Regions from separate parts of the Sus scrofa genome. Here region 1 is linked to region 2. Evidence: chromatin contacts called from public HiChIP or PLAC-seq data. All regions are on one chromosome and are shown on one strand. Each heading gives the region's core, a stretch centred on a gene start, on an enhancer-like site or on the middle of the called end of the contact. The rest is flanking DNA. Distances are from core to core; before and after follow the strand shown.

Evidence for each region. HiChIP or PLAC-seq counts read pairs in DNA pulled down with a chosen protein or histone mark.
Region 1: an H3K27ac HiChIP or PLAC-seq map of alveolar macrophages shows a contact between it and region 2. The contact joins the promoter of NOCT here to the promoter of SETD7 in region 2. A contact is called at or near these places in 1 of 5 promoter capture datasets (liver), 3 of 47 Hi-C or Micro-C datasets (heart right ventricle, liver and skeletal muscle) and 2 of 2 datasets of contacts at active chromatin or transcription factors (alveolar macrophages and skeletal muscle).

Annotation. Positions count from the first base shown.
Region 1 is chr8:87,907,689-87,910,543 of Sscrofa11.1, forward strand. NOCT (nocturnin) reads right to left here and starts at 1,543. Exons shown (of 3, transcript XM_003129187.4): 1 at 1,165-1,543. The coding sequence starts at 1,354.
Region 2 is chr8:87,476,914-87,479,613 of Sscrofa11.1, forward strand. It overlaps SETD7 (histone-lysine N-methyltransferase SETD7), which reads left to right and starts at 1,353. Exons shown (of 9, transcript XR_002346776.1): 1 at 1,353-1,689; 2 at 2,514-2,646.

The sequences.
Region 1 (2,855 bases), core at 293-2,792, 430 kb after region 2:
GTAATACCACGGGATATCAGAGAACTTCTAGAAAGTTCATTAAACACCTGCGTCAAAAGCCCAAGATCCCAAATGTTGTGACCTTTCTTCCCCAGCTAACAGCACAGCTATCTGTCTGTATTACACAAACTATCTGTAGTCCCAGAATGAACCTACTGACTAACTCTGCCTCTGAAGGACTCAGAGAGAATTTAAGGTAAGAGGTTAAGATATGAGATATGATCCAGGAGACACCAACTGGTTTTCTTTAATTTCTCCCACCTCCAACCTAACAATGTTCCTCTTGAAGATTCCCAGCAAGAAAAAAACACCAGCAGTTATTAGGTGGTATCCATTCTAACAGTAATTTCACAATGTGCCAAATTCCTATAGAACCGGGAAAGAAGATCTCAGTGACTGTCAAGTGCATCTCTTTACACTTTTTTCGGTGTGATAAAATTGCCAGGTTTGAAACAGAAGCTTTATTCCTAAAAGTATGAGTAATCTGTATGTAAATTGTGGCCGCCCTAATGAGTCCTCAGGCTGAAACCAAGGTGGCAAAATAGGGGAAGTCCAGAGCACGTGACACGGAAAACTGACTCTCTGAAAACGGATGGCATCACCTTTACACGATCTTAACCCAGGTATACAGGACGCAAAATGACATAAATATTAAGAGTGGAAGTCTCCGAACAATTTTCAAATAAATGTAAAAAGAGTCAATGCGCAAGTGATTCTTTTGTAACATAGTTAGCATGACATTTAAAAAAATTCAGAGCATCTAAGTCGTACAGGCCATATGATCCAATGAGTGTTTTTTCTTTTGCATAAAATGTTTCATCACGATTAGAAGTAAAACCAACAGAAATCATCTGCGGCCTCGGAAGGGGGAAGCTTAACCTAGGTCAAGAGCGAGAAATACTGAAAGCGCGGCATGCGACGATAAACGGGAAGCTACCACCGGGTTCCAGCTCTTACCGGACGTGCAAGCCCCAGGCCAGGGAAGGCGAGGGCAGAGGGGCAAAGAGTAGCGGAGACCGCGGCTCAGCGAGAGGAGGACACGCTTCCCCGTCGGACCCCACCGCCCGGCAGCCCCCGGCTTCTCATTCATTCCGCGCGGTCTCCAGGTGGCGGCCGCGCGTTGGCCGCCGCCGCGTTCTCCGCCCGGAACCACCGTGCACTCACCTGTTCGGGACGACGACCTCGCGGCGCCCTGGGCCGCAGAGACCGCCGCCAGGAGCCGGGGGGATGCGGGCCTGGGGCCGGCGGCGGGCGGGGGCGAGCGGCGGCGCGGCGGCGGGCCGGGCGGGCGGCGCAGGCCGGGCGCGTCCCTCTGCAGCAGGGCGGAGCAGAGCCGCCGCGGGCTCTGAAACATGCCGGGCGCCGCTGCCACAACCGCCGCGGCTCCTCGCGCGCCCACAGATCCTCGGGGCCCGGCCGAGCCGAGCCGACTCTCGGGTCAGTCCAAGCAGAGATGCCCCGGCTCCTTCTCGCGCAACCGCGGCTCGGCGGAAAGTCCTGGACCTCGAGCCGGAGACGGAGAGGTGGCAGCAGCTGCTACGAGGCGGAGCCGCTGTCTGCCGCGGGCCGGCGAGAGCTGGAGGATAACCGGCCAGAGCCGCGAGCTGACAAAGTGGGCGCTACCAAGCGGGACCGGCAGAGGGGGATCCGCGGGACCGGAGCCCAGAGCGACCAGGGTGGGACTCCCAGAACCGGTGTGATATTGCTTCGACAGGAAGAAGAGCTTAAGGTGTTTATTGGATGGAGGCCGTGGGAGGCCCAAAGTAACAAGTGATTCTTTGGTGCGATTTTAAAGAAATGTATCTCCCCTTCCGCTGGCTGTAGTAGAAACGCCCACAGGCTGGGAGTCCCGAGACCTTTCCAAGGCTCTGGCCCTGGGGACACGTGTGTGTCCGAGTGGAAGGTAGCATTTGTGTGTACGTGTGAGAGTACATGTGAATCCGGCAAAGGGCGTATGCCTCCGGCCCTTTCGGGAGGATATACTGCGTTAAACGAAATTAAGCATGATAGGACCCGGAGTGTGTGCGAGGGCGGTGCTAAGACAACATCCCTCTCCTCAAGGATGTGATACTCAGGCAAAGGGGGCCGAAGGTAGCAAGAGAAATCAGACCTTAAAGCTCAACAAGGCAGATTAAGATCAGTGTCACAAGTTTCCGCAAGGCTGGTGATAGAAGTCATAAACAGGCCTGGGATTTCTAGATGGGCTTTGAGGTCTAAGATTTACACTTGTGGAAATTGGGTGGGAAGTGGTGATGATTTACACATGAAGGAAGAGAATAAAGAGAAAGCCCTAAGTGTATTTGGAGGAACAGTTCTTAGTTCTATAGGATGGAAGGTAAGGAGTAAGAAGACAGATGCTTGGATAGGTTATATAACCTCTGCCTATGGAAGGCAGAGATGAGACTACATCTAATATGGTAGGAAATTGTGAGCTGAGCAAGGATATATCTTAGGACCGTGCTTTTTCCCTCTCTTTTCTTTTTCTTTCCTCCCTCCTTTCTTTTCTTTTCTTTTCTTTCTTTTCTTTCTACCCCACCCCCACCCCACGAATCTTACTGAGCCACAGCAGTGGCAACTGTGGGATGCTAAACCCCTAGGCCATGGGAAACCCCAGCCTGACTTTAATTGGAGGTCATGTATCTCAGGGGACATGGAAAGGCAGGAGAGAGTAGACCCATGGATACGAAAGATAGTCTAGACCTGTATCTGGTACTGGAAAAGAATGAATGGAAGAAACAGCTCAGATAGATTGCGCAGAGAACAATGACTAATCAGTAAGGGAAGAGTGGTGGTTGCCAAGACTGGATTCCTCTCTGAATGACTTATGAATGAGAAATGTTTTCTTGTTGGATTTC
Region 2 (2,700 bases), core at 103-2,602:
TGCAGAGATGGGGGCTGTGTGCAGGGTTCCACGTGTTCTCTAGCAGCAAGTGGAAAGTGAGCACATGACAGTTTGGGTGGGCAGGAAAAACTTCATAGCACCAAGCTGGACATCCTCCTCTAAACTTAAAGTTAGGGTAGGACACCCCTGATGAGATCCCTCCCTCCTTCCCTCCACCCACATACCCAACCCACTGTGAACTTGCTGCGACTCTGTGACCCCACCTGTGTATTTCGAGGGGTGATTTCTTCCAAACTACCCTCCCTCTGCTTCAGCCCCTTTTGAGTAAATACATAAATAATGTGTGCTGCCTTTAGCTTTCAGTATCTTTTAAAAAGATAAACTGGAAACTGGAGAAGAAGATGATATCTGGTGTGCTGTGTGCACCAGTATAATATGAAAGAGAGGCGATGATATGCTTAAAAAGGGAAAATAAGAAAAAATGTCATGTAACTCAAAACCAGTGAGTGAGTAAGCTTGGTACATGGTGGGGGGAAAAGAAAGAAAGAAAGAAAGAAAAAGAAAGAAAGAAAGAAAATTCTGTTTCTATGGTTCATGTTTACAAATGATGTAAAATGAAGTGGTTCTTTCATCTTCCACTGCAGAAACCCCTTCTCTGTGTAGCTTTGGAGCCAAGTATCTGCACTGGAAACCTTTAATAAGAAGGTTAAATCTAAGCCAGAAGACTTTTGAAAGGTATTGACTAAGCTGGGGAACCTCTGAGCAGTCTAGCCTAAGCTGGGGGACCTCAGAGTGTTCTAGTCTAGACTGGAGGGTCCTTCTTCCAGTGTCGCAGCACCTCTTAGCTCCTAAGGGAGGAACTCAGGCCAGAAGAGGTGGCCTCCCAGGGTCCCTCTGCAGGTGAGCAATACCAAGACCCAAGTTTCCTAACTCCTGGCACAGGACCCTTCCCTCTCTTTCTGAAACAAAGGGGGTTGAAATTCCTGGCAGAGTATAGGACAAATGTTCCTAACATGATTCTCTTTTTCACAGAGGAAAACAAAACAAAACAAAACCAAAACCAAAACCAAAACAAAAACAAAAACTGAACTTAAGGAGAAACTCACAACACTGGATAAGAATACCTGGCATTTAAGCCCAAAGCCAAAACCAAGGCGTGGTCTCCCGGTACTGGAAGTACTTTGAAATCCCCCAAGTCTCTTTTGCTGTTCAGAAAACAAAATAAACAACTTTCTCTTGCTCCCTTCTATCCCCCCGCCCTCTCCGTGCAGTAGCTGTTCTTGGCGGATGCCCAGAGCGGCACCCGGTAATTCCACGGTACATTGTGTACATTTGCATCCATTTAGCCAGCTATTTACAGCCGCCCTTTATCGCCACCTGTAAGAGGCAACGCCATAATGACACTAAGTGGCGCGGCCGGGAAGCGGGCGCCCTGTGATGTTCTCCACTTCGAGAGCCCGAATCTGTGAAGGGGTTGGCACTCGGAGGAACAGGGAGACGGCTGGGGACATCCCACGTACAGGGCGAGAGGCGCGAGAAGGAGGCGCGCCAGACAGAGGGTCCTTCCCCGGTAGCTCCACTCGGTGGTTCCTTTTCCGTTACCACAACCGCGAGGAGGGACCTGCCGGGCCTTCCGCGCGGCTTGTTTCCTGCCTGGTAAAGAGACCGCTGCCATTTGGATCTGGTGAATTTCTGAATCACCCAGGACGCCTGACGGTCCCGAGGAGGGTGAGGACGCAGCGCACTAGGGTTGGAACCTCATCTGGGCTGGATGTCACCCCCACCCCGTGTCTGGGAAACCTGCTCGCGGATGTGATGCGGCAACGCGGGGGACACCTGCGCTCCCGTGCGTGCCGCACTCGTGCAGCTCCGGGTGGCAAACGAGGGTGAAGTGAGGGCGAGAGCAGAAGGAAGTTAAGGCGCTGGAGCGTCAGGAACGCTGCCTTAGCTTCCCTTGCCCTTTGGAGGCTGTCCAAGGGGCGGGGGATGGGAGTGGGGGTGGTGAGCACTGCCCGCGGACTTCCAAGTGGTCCCCCGCACAGGTGGAGGTCGGGAGTTCTGAGCCCCTGGAGGGCGGGTACCTGGAGGTCCCGAGCGCTCGCGAGGAGCCCACCGAGCCCAGGCCCGGCGTGGCGCGGTCGGAACGCACCAGGCAGCTCAGAAGCAAAAGATAAACCCTTCTGGGCCCGGGGGCTGATGGGCTGGGGCACGGAGTCAGCGCGGACTCGGAGCGCCTTTCGTTTTAAGAAGCCTTACTTCTGGGAAGGGACAGGGAACTGTCAATCAACGAGGGAGGGAGCGCACCGGCGCTGGGTGATGTCAGCGGATCAGCTGCTCGATAACAAAGAGGGGGTATTACAGGAGAAAGTTGCAGCGGCGGCGGCGGCCACGGCGGCACCCCGAGCCTCGGAGGCAAGGGGCAAGTGGGCGAAGGGAGGAGGGACGGCTGCTGCCGGAGCAGCTTAAGGCCAAGGAATTGAAAGGGCTGTAGGGGGAGGCAGTGCGAGCCAGCCCCGACTGCTCCTCCTCTTCCTCCTCCTCTAAACTCGCAGGGTTCAGCCCCAGCGCTCGCTCAGCCGCCGGGAGCACCCGGAGGGACGGGAGGCAGCGGCGCGGCCCCGAGCTGGGCAGGGTCCCCAGCCGCCATGGATAGCGACGACGAGATGGTGGAGGAGGCGGTGGAAGGTACAAGCGTTTCTCTGGGGCCGGGGGAGGAGGCGCCGAGGGCACGGAACGCGG